Linked DNA regions of Mus musculus: regions 2, 3 and 4 are each linked to region 1. The links are chromatin contacts, called in public ChIA-PET and Hi-C maps. All regions are on one chromosome and are shown on one strand. Each heading gives the region's core, a stretch centred on a gene start, on an enhancer-like site or on the middle of the called end of the contact. The rest is flanking DNA. Distances are from core to core; before and after follow the strand shown.

Region 1 (3,050 bases), core at 219-2,718:
ATTTATCCTCCAGCATGGGTTCCCAATTGTGAGTTGACCCTGCAGCCTACCTTCCACTGAGAAGCCTAAAATTCACTGTTTGCATAAGTAAATGCTGGCTCATTTTGTGTGTGTCATTTGGTAGCCCATGCTGGCCTTGAACTCATAATAGTCCTCTTGCCCCAGGCTGTGACATCGCCACTGTACCCAGGATTAGTGTCATTATCGAGTCTTCTTCAGTCAAGTGTGAGATCTTCCTCAAGCAGGGACCTCATTTGTGTCACCCCTAAGCAAATGTGATGCTTTGTGCTGGAGCAGAGAAGATGTTCTAGCAAACTCCCCTTTGCTGGCAATACTTGGGTGTTCTGTGTGCTGGGGTAGGGGTGGGGAGCAGAAAAGCTTTTCCCACCTCCAGCCACAGGAAAGGCTCCAGGGCTCTGTCCTGCCAAAGCAGCAGTTTCAGTGATGGGCTCCATACCTCAGTCTCCTTAGATAGCCCCCAGCCTGTCTCCTGCACACAGTCATGCATGCAGCAGCAAAAGCGATGGATGCCAGAACTAAATGCTTTGTACACCACAGTGTCTGTAAACCAAGCCTCCCATGCCAAGCAAGACCCAAGGATACTAAAGCCTCTTGCACAAGATGGTGGAGCCGCTGACAACCTCTTCAGGCACTCCTGCATGCTTCACGGTGTCTCTGGAGTACTAGGTGCCTAATGAAGCCATTTGACTCTGTGGTGTAGACAGTGAGAACAGGCGGTACATGTAGACCATGGGTGTCAGCTGTTTTGTTAGTTTATTTTCCTGTTTTTCAACACAGGCTCTCACTGTGTAGCCTTGGCTGTCCTGGAATTGACTCTGTAGACCAGGCTGGCCTCAAACTCAGATCCGCCTGCTTGCTTCCCGGGTGCTTGGTGGTGTGTTTGCTTTCCCTAACTTTTCACTGTGTTTCACAATTGCTTGAAACTCAGATGTGGAGGCTGACTGTAAGAACAAAAATAACTGCCTGGTCAGGTTGTGGTTCGAGGTACAGAAGTCTGTGAGGTCAGCTAGTTCCCCCACGTGCCTACTTTTGAATGGGATTGGAGATTATGGAAGAGAAAACCACAGAAGGCTGCCTGTCTACTTAGCAAAAACACGCAAGCCAGGAAACACTTGGCTGAAGGCTTAAGTGATAAATTTGTGTTTTGTAATCAGCTTTCATAAATATTAAAGAAGTGGGAGATGGTGGAAAGCAGTGATGTGCTCTGTATGCGTGCTCAGCTCCACACTTGCTCAGCAATGTCCACGTGGAGAGTGCCGTGCTCTCAGTCTCAAATGGTGGCTGAGGGACCCTCGGCTGAGCCCCTTCCTGAGAGGGGAAGAGGCGGCAGGCAGAGCACCCTGTCAGGCCAAGCCCTGAGCTTCCCCTTCCCCGCACTGCTCCTTAGAGCCAGCATGACGTCATCAAGAAGAGAGGTGATTGGTGCAGCTCCACAGAGGCATTGGCTTCCCTCGCCACCTAGAGGTGGGTGCAGACAAGGAGGTCTGCCCTTTACCCGGAACCCTCAGCTTGCCACGATCTGCAGTGTGCATTGTCCCTTGGTATGTACACTGGCGTGCTTGATCCTGGGCACTCCCACTCTAAACAAGAATGTGGCTCTCCCACCTCTGGGGACAGCTCGGAGCTTGGAATGTCTATTTAAGTTGCTTCCTGGCTCACACTGGAGTAGAAGCCTTACCCTCTGAGTTTCCATTGGTTTTAGGTTTGAAGCATTGTCCTGGCAGCTCTGCCTTCCGGGCTTTGTGTCAGATCCAGGGGCTCTCAGTATCTGCCATTTACCTGCAACTTGTAAGTCCTGGCTCCTCAGTCTGTGGTCAGACCAGTCAGCCTCCTGCTGCCTTCCTGGGCTATCATGGCAGCATGCCGGGGAAGCAGAGAGCTGGACCCCGCACCGTTGGGCTTCCTTGAGCTGCAGGCGTCTCCTCCTGCCCCCAGCCCGGCTTCCCTGCTGTCCTCACAGCAAGCAAGGGGCCAGTGAGCCCAGTGGGTACAGCACACACAACGGGGCAGATTCTGTGGTGCTGTATTTGCCAGCTGTGTGTGTGTGCGTGTGTATGCATGAGAGAGAGAGGGAGGGAGGGAGGGAGGGAGGGAGAGAGAGGGGGGAGAGAGAGAGAGAATGACACTACTACATGAACAAACATGAGCACTAAGGCATGCACCTCACTATGTAGTTGTCCTAGAAATCAACACATAGACCAAGGTGGCATCAAACTCACCAAGATCCACTGCCCTGCCTCCCAAATCCTGGGGTTAAAGATCTGCACCACCATGTTTTGGTTTATTTTGGTTTTTGAGATGTATGTGTATGGATGTTTTCTGCATGTATGTGTGTACTGAATGCATGCCTCATGCCCATGGCGTCCTAAAGAGGTCATCAGATCCCCTGAATTAGAGTTACAGATTGTCAACCAACACTTAGGAACTGGGGATTGAACCCAGGTCTCCTGGTCTTCTGAACGAGCAGTGCAGTCAGTGTTCTTGACCTCTGAGCCATTGCTCCAGCTCCCCAACATTTAAAAAAAAAAGAAAAAAAAAAAAGCTTTGGTGATGCATGACAGGTAGTGAAAGTTAATGTGTAGCTGATAAAAATGTGCTCTTTATCCCAGAGCTGAGAGTCATGGAAACATATTCTCTGAATTGGGGGAGGGGGTACCTGAAGGTTTCCCTATGCAGCACAGACTGGCCTCAGATGCAGCAGCAGAGTTAGAGGGGTGCACCACCACGGCCAGCTTTCGCTTTCTAGGACATTCTTACACAGCCTGGCTCGAGTTTCATAGTCATGGCACTGACAGACTGTGGGCAAAAAGGGTTTGTATGCTTCTAAGCATTTGTATCTGAGACACAGTAGGAGTCTCTCTTCTTTTCTGTGTGTTTATTTTTTTTCTCTGTGCAGTTATTCATCAGGCTGCTTTGTTGAGTGCCTGCTGTGTCTCAGGCACTGCTGTAGGTGCCGTAGGGAAAATAGCATCGTTCAGAAAGACCAAGTCTCTCGCTCACGACATGCGCACTCCAGAAAGCAGAGAAGG
Region 2 (3,050 bases), core at 290-2,789, 240 kb before region 1:
TGCACTCCTGAGATCAATCCGCACGTGACTCCTGCTCTTCCCTAGTCAAGGGGGGAATCACCACCATCATGCCGGGACTAATGACCAAGTACATCTATCTGTTCACTAGGCGGCAGGTACCCAGACTCTGTTACTGCTATGGTTAAGGTAGTTTAGTAATAGTTTTTATACTTTGACATTCCAGGACGAGTGCCCACAGAGACAGGGAAACACATTTGTAGCTTCAGGGGCTGCAGGGATGAAGACCGCAGTGCTGAACAAGCAGGGTCTATGGTTTCGGTGCCAAGGGGTAAGGAATAAAACCGCTATATAAGACTGTGATGTACCAAACACACTGAATCCTGTCTTCAGCTCACTTAGTGCCCTTACTTCCAAAAAGACCACCCTGATGTGGTGACATATACCCATGGGAGGATCAGGAGTTCACTGCCATCCTTAGCTACTTGGTGAGTTCAAGGCCAGCCTGGGCTAAATAAGCTTTTGTATCAATATCCCTCTCACTGCCAAAAAGGAAAAACTACTACTGATGCAGGGTATCTGATCACACCATAAACCCTGACTGTGTTATTTACTGCAAAAACCTATCTGTTGTGGTATGGCCTAGCCCTTAGTACACACCCTTCCTCCCAAACAAGGAAGATAAAGTCACTTTGTAGAAGAAAGCACCTGTGTTTGAAAGTGGTGTCTCATTGTGTGGCAGACAAAGTGATGATTTAGAGAAAGATTTGACAGAATAGGATATGCCCAACTCTCACGAAAACAGAAGAGGAGAGAGAGGCTACATAAGATCCAACAGTTCAGAGAGGAGGCAGTTTTACTGGGACAGTTATGCAGAGATGGTGCAGAGAGAGAACAAGCTAGACACAGGTGAAAACAGAATGAGCTAGAGAATGGGAAGGAGCCAGAAGATTAGAACAGATTACCAAAGTTAGTATGAGACCAAACAGAGCAATTCAGTGAGAAGCTGAAAGAAGCTAGCTTGAATTAGTTAACCTGTAGAGTTGCTTTGGGTCAGAACAGCTGAGTTGAATGCAGCCAGTCAAAGTTCAGAAAGATCTAGAAAGGGTGAGCTTATTCAGGAGTAAGTCTCAGAGGCTGAAAACATCTAGGCCTAGAGTAGATTGTACTGAGGCTAAGCTTCCAGGACTAAACTGAAATTAGCAGATGGAGGCAGTAAGCCTCTGAGACAATTACTTCAGGCAAATAAAAGTTACTTTTATATACTAACACTATATTAATATAATACTTGAATGAGCACCACTCCCATGGGCTCATTATCTGAATACCTGGTCCCCAGCTGCTGGAAGCATGGGAGCAGCATCAGGAGTGTGGCCTTGCTGGAGGAAGTATGTCACGGGTTGGGTGGAAATTTGAGGTTTCAAAACACTAATTCCCAGTGCACTTGTTCTATGATCCGTGTGTGTGTGTGTGTGTGGGGGGGGGGGGGGGAGGGGCATTGGCATGCTCCCTCCTTCCTCTCTCTCTGCTTCATGAGTGTGGATCAAGATGTAATAAGCTCCCAGCTGAAGGAGTGTAAATACAGGAACCACGCTGGCCACACCCTTATCGTCCAAGCACAGCGGAGGGAGGGTCAGTACTCAAAGTCAACCCTGACTGACTCACAGTCAAGTTCCAGGCAACAGATGACCCTCTGAAAGGCGGACACCACTGACAACACAGCTTCTCTACCAGGAGAGCATTAGAAGAAAGGGACCCACAGCAGTGATGGAATGGGGATGTGCCACCAGATCCACGGGCTGCAGGGACAGCAGGAAGAAACAGTAGCTGACACTCAGCTGACAAGTCCCAGAGTCGCTCTGCAGTCAGGAACACAAATGGCAACAGAGAAACCCCAGGCTCAGACACACTGCTGTGGTTGTGTAACCTGCAGGTTCTGTAGAGGAGGTATTAAGGTTTTCTATTAATACTAGCATTTTCTTTTAACTGTCTTGTCGTTTCAGTAACGGGAGTAGACCTCTCCTCCCACCATGTGAGTCCTGTGGGTTCAATCAGGCGCTCCAGCTTGGTGGCTAGTGGAAGCACCTTTACCTGCAGAGCCAGCCAGCCAGCCAGCCAGGCCGAGGTCAAAAACTGGAACAGCTAGGCATGGTGGCACACACTTTTAATGCAGCCCTTAGAGGCAGGTAAATCTGTGTGAGTTTGAGGTCAGCTTAGGCTACATATTGAGTTCTAAGCCAGACAGACACATGAAGAGACCCTATCTCAAAACATAACTACAACAATAACCACCCCACCTAAAACAACGAAACAATAATTGACACAGGCAGGAGGATCTGTTGAGAAGGGAGGGACTTTCTAGGGTCTTTCCTGTGACAGGCTCGCTCTCACTCTAAGCCCTGACCACACTACAGCCCAAAGGGCTTGAGGCTTGGCAGCCATCCCTTCTCCATGCTGCTTGGACTCCTTATCTAGTTACAGCTCCTGTGGAGGCACTAAGTGCTCTGTGGGTACTAGGCTCCACCACTCAGGTCTCCCTAAGGCTCACCCTAGGCAACGGACCGGACCTACTTTGAGAAGTCCATTTTCTCACCCGGGGCCACAAAGTTGATCTCCACTGGCTTCTGAAACTACTAGGAAGCAGCCAGCCCAGCCAGATCAATCCCAGGGTCCCATCCTGACCTGGCACAGCCACAGTCCCGGCTCCTATGGAGGAAGATGGGAGCCTGCCCCACCCTGTAACCTAAGCAGGCTGCAGCAAGCAAGATACCAGCAGAAGCTAGGAGTTCTTCCTTCCTTACCACATCACCACACTGAGCTGTCCTGACCCCACAGCTGTGCCTTGCACCAAGTGGAAAATAAACTCCCAGTGCTGCCCTCCACCATAGAAACTGGTACAGTGTACTAGGAGTGGGTCTGCCCTACAGTGCGCGCCATTGACCAGCCGCACAGTGACATGGCACTATGCCAAAAGAACCATATCGCATCATTTATGCATGTTTTAAACTCATTTTAACTTCACTTACTGTTTCTATGTGGGTGTGTTCATCCACCGCCTGCTTTCGAAGGTCAGAGGACAGACCACCTGTAGG
Region 3 (3,050 bases), core at 159-2,658, 220 kb before region 1:
CCTCCACACAAACCAGCATGTGTATACATTCACACTCGAGAAAGACTGAGGGGAGGGCACACCAGCCTCTAAACCTTAGGAATGGAGTTAAGATGATGAAGAGTTCAAGACCAACCTGAGCTACAAGAAACCCAGTCTTAAATCAGAAAAGGCAAAGGAAGAAAGCAAATTGCCATTTGTAACTTCTTTCTCCATTTGATTAGCTGCTCCTAAGGAGCCATGCACACAATCCAGAGTCCTCCGAACAACAGCATCTCGCCAGGGCTGGTTCACAGCTCCAGTGCCTGAAACCATAGGCCACAGAGGCTGTTTAAATAAATATGTTGGGGATCAAAGGCTCTTCTGGTGATGATATTATGGGATGTTCTTCTGGTCTTTCATCAGTAAGCTCACCACCAGCTCTCAATCTGCATGCTTCTCGGCAAAGGCAACCATGCGCCATGAAGCCAAGCACAGACACAGCAATGTGTACACCAGGAGCAGTCGACACTTTCTGGCTAGGACCTCTGTGACTGCAATGTGTACACCAGGAGCAGTCGACACTTTCTGGCTAGAACCTCTGTGCCTGCTTCTCCAGGTGTTTGCAGCTGCCAGAAAGGCAGGCTATACTTAGAGCAAGGATCATGTAATGGTGGTTCGTCACACTAATCAGTGAGGACTGGATTACGACACCAGCTGCCTGCCTGTCCCATGTGCTTGATGAAATTTACATGGAGCAGAGCTGGGCCAGTAGCCAAGCTGCACCTGCTCACTCCCTGCTGCATACAAAGGCTTGGACTTCAGTCTTTTCAGCAGTTCCCTTTGGAGATAACAATGATCAAAACCATACATACATAGCGCCTGGTAAACCTAAGGCGGCCCACAAACAGACTCCAAGGCACGTCAGCCATCAGCCCTACCCTTAAGGACTAAAGAGCAAGCTAGAGAAAATACTTTCAATTTGCTCATTTGAAAACATTTAGTAAAAGTTGTGTCCATTTTTAGAATAAAGACTACTTTCTGCCTTGGTCTCTTGCAGGGTCCTCTGCTAGTAGGGACAAACTCTTGCACATTCAAGAGAATTGGCAATTCTCCCAGCAAATTGTGTCCTGTGTTATCTGTGGGTGTGTCGCCAGGTCAGCCTCCCTGAGCACCGGAGACGGCACACTAACAAGAGCCACGCTCCCTTCCTCAAGCCCCTCCACATCCCCAGTTCATCCCACAGCCAAAGCAATTCCTCACCCACACCTGCTTGGTGCAGAACTCAGCCAGAAAAGACCAAGGGCCTCGTAAAGCCGAAACTTCAAATGAGTGACCTGGAACAAAGGGAGGTGGCCGAGCAAATCACTTCCTAGACACAAGGCAGAGAGCCGCCTGCAGCCATCAGACACGGCTGGGCACGCCTCCTCAGGCTCCAGTCAGATTATTGCAGATCCTGGGCCAGCAAGAGCAAGACTAGCTCAATCAGCTCCCACTCAGTGCCAGCATGTACACGCCTGTCTCCAAACACACATTCTGCTGCTGGTCACCAGGAAGAAAGAACACTGCCTGCAAGAAAGCCTCTGCCCCAGTCTTCCTCAGAGCTTCTAGGCTGAAACAGTCTTCAATATAAGTTCAGTCAAAAATATTCTGAAGATGTAGGCTTTGATGGCACACGCCTTTATTCCCCTCCTTCCAGAGGCAGAATCAGTGGATCTCTGAGTATGAGGCCAGCCTGATCTACAAAGTTTTAGGACAGCCAGGATTGTTAGAAAGAGAAACTCTGTCTCAAAAAATCTTCTGACAAAGGATGGATGGGCAGTGGGGAGGGTGGGATACCATAGGACTGTTCCTGTCTGGGAACTGTACCATGGGATGACTGAAATACTCTGTCACTACCACAGACATTTTTTTTCCAGACAAGAGTCTCATTATGTAGCTCTGGCTGTCCTGGAGCTCAGATAAATAGACTAGTTTGGCCTTGAACTCAGAGACCCAGTTGCCTGAGTCCCAAGTGCTGGAACTCAGTACCAGGAAGGTAGGGGCAAGAGGACTATCACAAGTTCAAGGCCAGCCTGGGCTACAATAGCAAGATTGTACACCCCACTCACCCAAAAAAAGTTACAATTGAAAATGCTGTATGAACTTTGAAAAACTAAGTGTGTGTTTACATGAACGCATGAATGTACCGCTGCCGGAACAACGTGAAGATGAGAGGACACCTTGTTAGACCTAGTTCTCCCCAACACCATGTGACTACGGATAATGAACTCCAGTCCTCAGGCTTGGGAGCAAGCACTGTTACTCACACACAGGGCTGGAGACACGGCTCAGTGGTGAAGAGCACTTGCTGCTCCTTCAGAGGATCCTGGTTCAATACCAAGCACCCACTTTGTAGCTAACACACTCTGTGTCTCTGTGTGTGTGTGTGTGTGTGTGTGTGTGTGTGTGTGTGTGTTTTACTACACAGATTCAGGCAAAATACCCATACACATTAGAAAACATAAGAACTGAAACTACAAGCTGGGCATTGTGCTGCATGTCTGTAAGCTCAATACACGAGAAGCAGAGACAGAAGGAGCAGGAGTTTTAAAAGGCCAGCCTCTGTTACATATCGAGTTCAAGATTATTAACCAGGGCCACATGAGACCCTGCCTGCTCTCAGGTACAGGGAAATTTAGATCAACTAAAGCAAAAGGAAACATCTAGTCAGACATGGGAGTTGATGTCTGTAGTCGCAGTACTCAAAAGGCTATGGTAGGGGGACTGTCAGGAGTTTGGGGCCAGCCTGGGCTACACAGTAAGTTCTAGGTTACTAGACTGAGCTACAATATGAGACACCAGTCCCCCAAAAGCAGAGAGGATATGAAGGGGATTGGTAAGATGGCTCACTAGGTAAAGGCATTTGGTGCCAGGCCTGACAATGTGCTAGCCACTACAACCTGACTAACAGAAGGAGAGGCCTGCCTGCCTCCTGACAAGCACTCCTTTGACTGCCACATGAGCTGTGGCTACTATGTAGTCACACACATGCACACAGTAAATGCAGAGGGCAGGGATGGAAAAGAAAAGAGAGAAAAATCTACAGAGTT
Region 4 (3,050 bases), core at 224-2,723, 160 kb before region 1:
AACAGTATAGCCAGGTGTGGTGTGAACAGCCACATTTTTTGGCGCTCAGGAGGCAGAGACAGGAGGATGGCTGCCACTTTGGCCACATCCTGGTCTATCTACATAGCAATCCCTGGGCCATCTAGGGCTATATCTGGATACCTTGTCTCAATCTCAACCAAGAGTAAACTTTTTTTTGGTGGTTTTTCGAGACAGGGGTTCTCTTTGTAGCCCTGGCTGTCCTGGAACTCACTTTGTAGACCAGGCTGGCCTCAAACTCAGAAATCCGCCTGCCTTTGCCTCCAGAGTGCTGGGATTAAAGGCTTGCGCCACCACGCTGGGCTCCAAGAGTAAACTTAAAAGACCTGGGGACTGGAGAGATGGCTCCCTGCTAAGTGCTGCTCTAGAGGGCTTAGGTGCAGTGCTCAGCACCCACACCAAGTGGCTCACAACTACTTGTAACTCCAGTGCCAAAGAATCTGACAGCTTCTGGTCTCTGTGGGCACATGACATTCACACTCACATAGGAATGCACAGATAAATAAAAACACTCCGTCTTTGGGGGGCGGTGCGTCTGAGTGGAGTACTTACCTCATTTGCTTGATGTAATTAATTCCTACTCCCGCCAAACTTACCAAGAAAGCAAAACCACACGAAATAGCGAGAATTAAAGACATTGGCTCTCATTTCCATTGCTCCCTTTTCAAAAGGCAGTTAAGTATATTGAGTCATGTACTAATGATCAATAGACATTTAAATTTCCTAAAGGGGGCTTTAAGCAAAGTATGTTGGTTAGGTTTGCTGTGGTTGTTCGGCGTTTTGACCTCAGCAGTTTGTCAGAATGGTGCATTGGGAAATGAGATCCTGCACTGAGCCATTGTCATGCATGGAAACAGGATTCAGCCCTTGCCCCAGTTTTGTAGCTTTGGTCAGATGGTATCTGAGTATCTCCTGGATACAGTGAAGAGTGGAAGGAGCCTCCATCTGTGTTTAATGGAGTGGCCCAAGGCTTGGCGAGCACTTTATCACGGAGGCCTTATGTATTTAGCAGCTTAATAACTGCAGATATTTTTCTTGAAACTGGAAGCATTAAAGGTTAGATTTCTTGGGTCTTTTTTTTTTTTTGTGGTTTTTCGAGACAGCGTTTCTCTGTATAGCCCTGGCTGTCATGGAACTCACTTTGTAGACCAGGCTGGCCTCGAACTCAGAAGAGACAAGGTCTCTTAATGTAACCCTGTCTTGGTAGTCCCCATGTAGACAGGGTTGGTCTCAAGGTCCTATATTTGCTTGCCTCTGGCTCTGGAGAGTTCGGAGTAAAGGCGAATGCCACCATCTACCTTCTGGAAGAGTGAGCCCCGCCTCTGAGCGTGTAAGCCCCGCCCCGCGCAGTTGCCCCGCCCCCTATGCCTCTGAGCTCCCGCCGCCCCGCCCCTCATCCCTTGCGCCTGTGCCGCCGCGCGCGTCCCCGCCCCTCGCCGTGCGCTCTCGCCACGGGGATCCCGGAGGGTGGCGTGCGGTCTGGGTTCTGCTCCGCGGGATCCTGCGGCGCCGCACGGGCGGGTGGGAACGCGGCGGAACTCCTGGCGCTGAGTTAGGGGCGACAGAGAGCCATGGCGGCCACTGTGGCTACGGCAGCCGGTGCCCGCGCCGCGGCGAGGTGAGAGGACGCCTCTTTTCCACAACTGAGGAGGCCACGGCTGCCCGTCTGCCTGCATTCCACGCGGGCCCGGGCTGCAGCATGGCCGGGATCATTAAGAAGCAGATCTTGAAGCATCTGTCCCGGTGAGAGCGCCACCCCGCGTACTCGGTCCTTTTCCGAGCCCTCCGACCTCCCTCCGGCCGCTCTGGGCGAGCGGCTCCCTGCAGGCGCGATTCAACTCTTGCGGGCCGTTGTCGGCGCTGCATTACTCCCTCGCCCGGGCCACCTTCCTCCCCACCCCCGTCGCCGCCTCCTTCCTCGGCGCGGGTCACCCAGCCCTTTCCTGGCCGTACCTTCCAGACCCGCACGGAACCTGGCAGGCCAGCCCTGGAGGCCTCTTCCCGCCTGCCGAGCCGCCCAGCGCCGGTTCATTTCTGGCTTTGCCGCTCCGTGCTGGATTACCCAGGTCCCCTTCGATTGCAGCGCCGACGCCGGCTTTCTCCTTCTGTGAGGCGAGCTCCTCCTCTTCTGTCTGACCCTGTTGCATCACTCTTGAAAAGATATAAACCCTTCACCCGAGGCTGGTCGTCCTTTCGGACCTCCCTCCTTTCTGGGTCCGCTTTCTTCTCCGTACACAGACGGATTGGAGAAAGGTCAGCGGAGGTGGGGGATAAAGTTTCAGCAGCCTTCCCTTTAAGATGCCATGGAGGTTTGTTTGACAGCCAGTGTCCACTTGTGCTTTGTGGCCTCCTGTTAAGCTGTCCTGTCGCTCTGTATTTGGGGCATGACGGGTTAGCTGGCAAGACACTTTTCAGCTATATCTGAAGGACTCCTGGTCTCTGCGTGATGATGCAGCTTGTTAGAATGGGTGGCTGCGAAAATTGGGAGCTAGCTTTGCAGTTGGTTTTCGCTGCTTATTCTAGCTTGGTGATGGTTGTTAATTTAGGTTGTCTCAGAGGCTCTAGTGATCCAGAGTTTGGCAGCACAGTGACTAGTGGTTTTCAAGAGGTGTGTGTGAGTGTTGCCAGTCAACATGGAACACCAGGGCTTGTGTGAGCCTCTGTCCCTGACGTGGTGTCCCCCGTTGCCTGGCTGACATTGGCTTATGTGATCTTAGACATTTATTAGCTAGATTCAGATACCTTGTTTGATTAACTGTTATGTGCATGACTGAAGGGCCGGCTCCTGGAGTCTGGGCACTTCCTCTTCAACGTTTATCTCTTTCAAACTAGATAGTAGTAGTAGATACGTCAAAGACTATCTAGGCTGCTGTGGTGCACACACCCCCGAGGTCCTAGCATTTGGAGGCTGAGGTAGGAGGAGTGGGGTTTTAAGGCCAGCCTACAGTAGAGTTCCCAGCCAACTTGGACCATGTGGTGAGACAGTGATAAATTAGAAGACTCCATGTGTTTTTATATTGAAAGATTTATTT

What was found. A called contact is a pair of places that touch in the nucleus more often than the background predicts. ChIA-PET counts read pairs in DNA pulled down with a chosen protein or histone mark.
Region 2: an RNA polymerase II ChIA-PET map of memory CD8 T cells shows a contact between it and region 1, with 18 read pairs. The contact joins two enhancer-like sites. A contact is called at or near these places in 1 of 39 promoter capture datasets (stem cell-derived epiblast-like cells), 2 of 115 datasets of contacts at active chromatin or transcription factors (memory CD8 T cells and pancreatic cancer cells) and 1 of 9 other capture datasets (pancreatic islet).
Region 3: a contact with region 1 is called in a Hi-C map of liver, with 1.5 times the contacts expected there. The contact joins two enhancer-like sites. A contact is called at or near these places in 1 of 484 Hi-C or Micro-C datasets (liver), 1 of 115 datasets of contacts at active chromatin or transcription factors (memory CD8 T cells) and 1 of 9 other capture datasets (pancreatic islet).
Region 4: a contact with region 1 is called in an RNA polymerase II ChIA-PET map of memory CD8 T cells, with 36 read pairs. The contact joins the promoter of Uhrf1bp1 here to the enhancer-like site in region 1. A contact is called at or near these places in 1 of 484 Hi-C or Micro-C datasets (CD8 T cells), 13 of 115 datasets of contacts at active chromatin or transcription factors (the 230-238 cell line, the HPC-7 cell line, bone marrow-derived macrophages and 6 more) and 2 of 9 other capture datasets (adipose tissue and pancreatic islet).

What each region holds. Positions count from the first base shown.
Region 1 is chr17:28,011,988-28,015,037 of GRCm38.p6, forward strand. The region is part of intron 12 of Anks1 (ankyrin repeat and SAM domain containing 1); the gene reads left to right. Among named protein-coding and RNA genes, the nearest start is that of Gm35290, 6.2 kb to the left of the region's middle. Within about 2 kb of position 1,469, at least 181 of the 459 cell types and tissues checked have an H3K27ac peak or open chromatin away from gene starts, as enhancers often do. A contact at or near this core is called in CD8 T cells, the HPC-7 cell line, adipose tissue and 5 more, where this site is marked.
Region 2 is chr17:27,776,437-27,779,486 of GRCm38.p6, forward strand. All of the region lies in intron 3 of Ilrun (inflammation and lipid regulator with UBA-like and NBR1-like domains), which reads right to left. Among named protein-coding and RNA genes, the nearest start is that of Ilrun, 43 kb to the right of the region's middle. Within about 2 kb of position 1,540, at least 55 of the 459 cell types and tissues checked have an H3K27ac peak or open chromatin away from gene starts, as enhancers often do. A contact at or near this core is called in memory CD8 T cells, where this site is marked.
Region 3 is chr17:27,796,318-27,799,367 of GRCm38.p6, forward strand. All of the region lies in intron 1 of Ilrun (inflammation and lipid regulator with UBA-like and NBR1-like domains), which reads right to left. Among named protein-coding and RNA genes, the nearest start is that of Ilrun, 23 kb to the right of the region's middle. Within about 2 kb of position 1,409, at least 164 of the 459 cell types and tissues checked have an H3K27ac peak or open chromatin away from gene starts, as enhancers often do. A contact at or near this core is called in liver, where this site is marked.
Region 4 is chr17:27,855,034-27,858,083 of GRCm38.p6, forward strand. Uhrf1bp1 (UHRF1 (ICBP90) binding protein 1) reads left to right here and starts at 1,474. Exons shown (of 21, transcript NM_001080769.1): 1 at 1,474-1,761. The coding sequence starts at 1,718.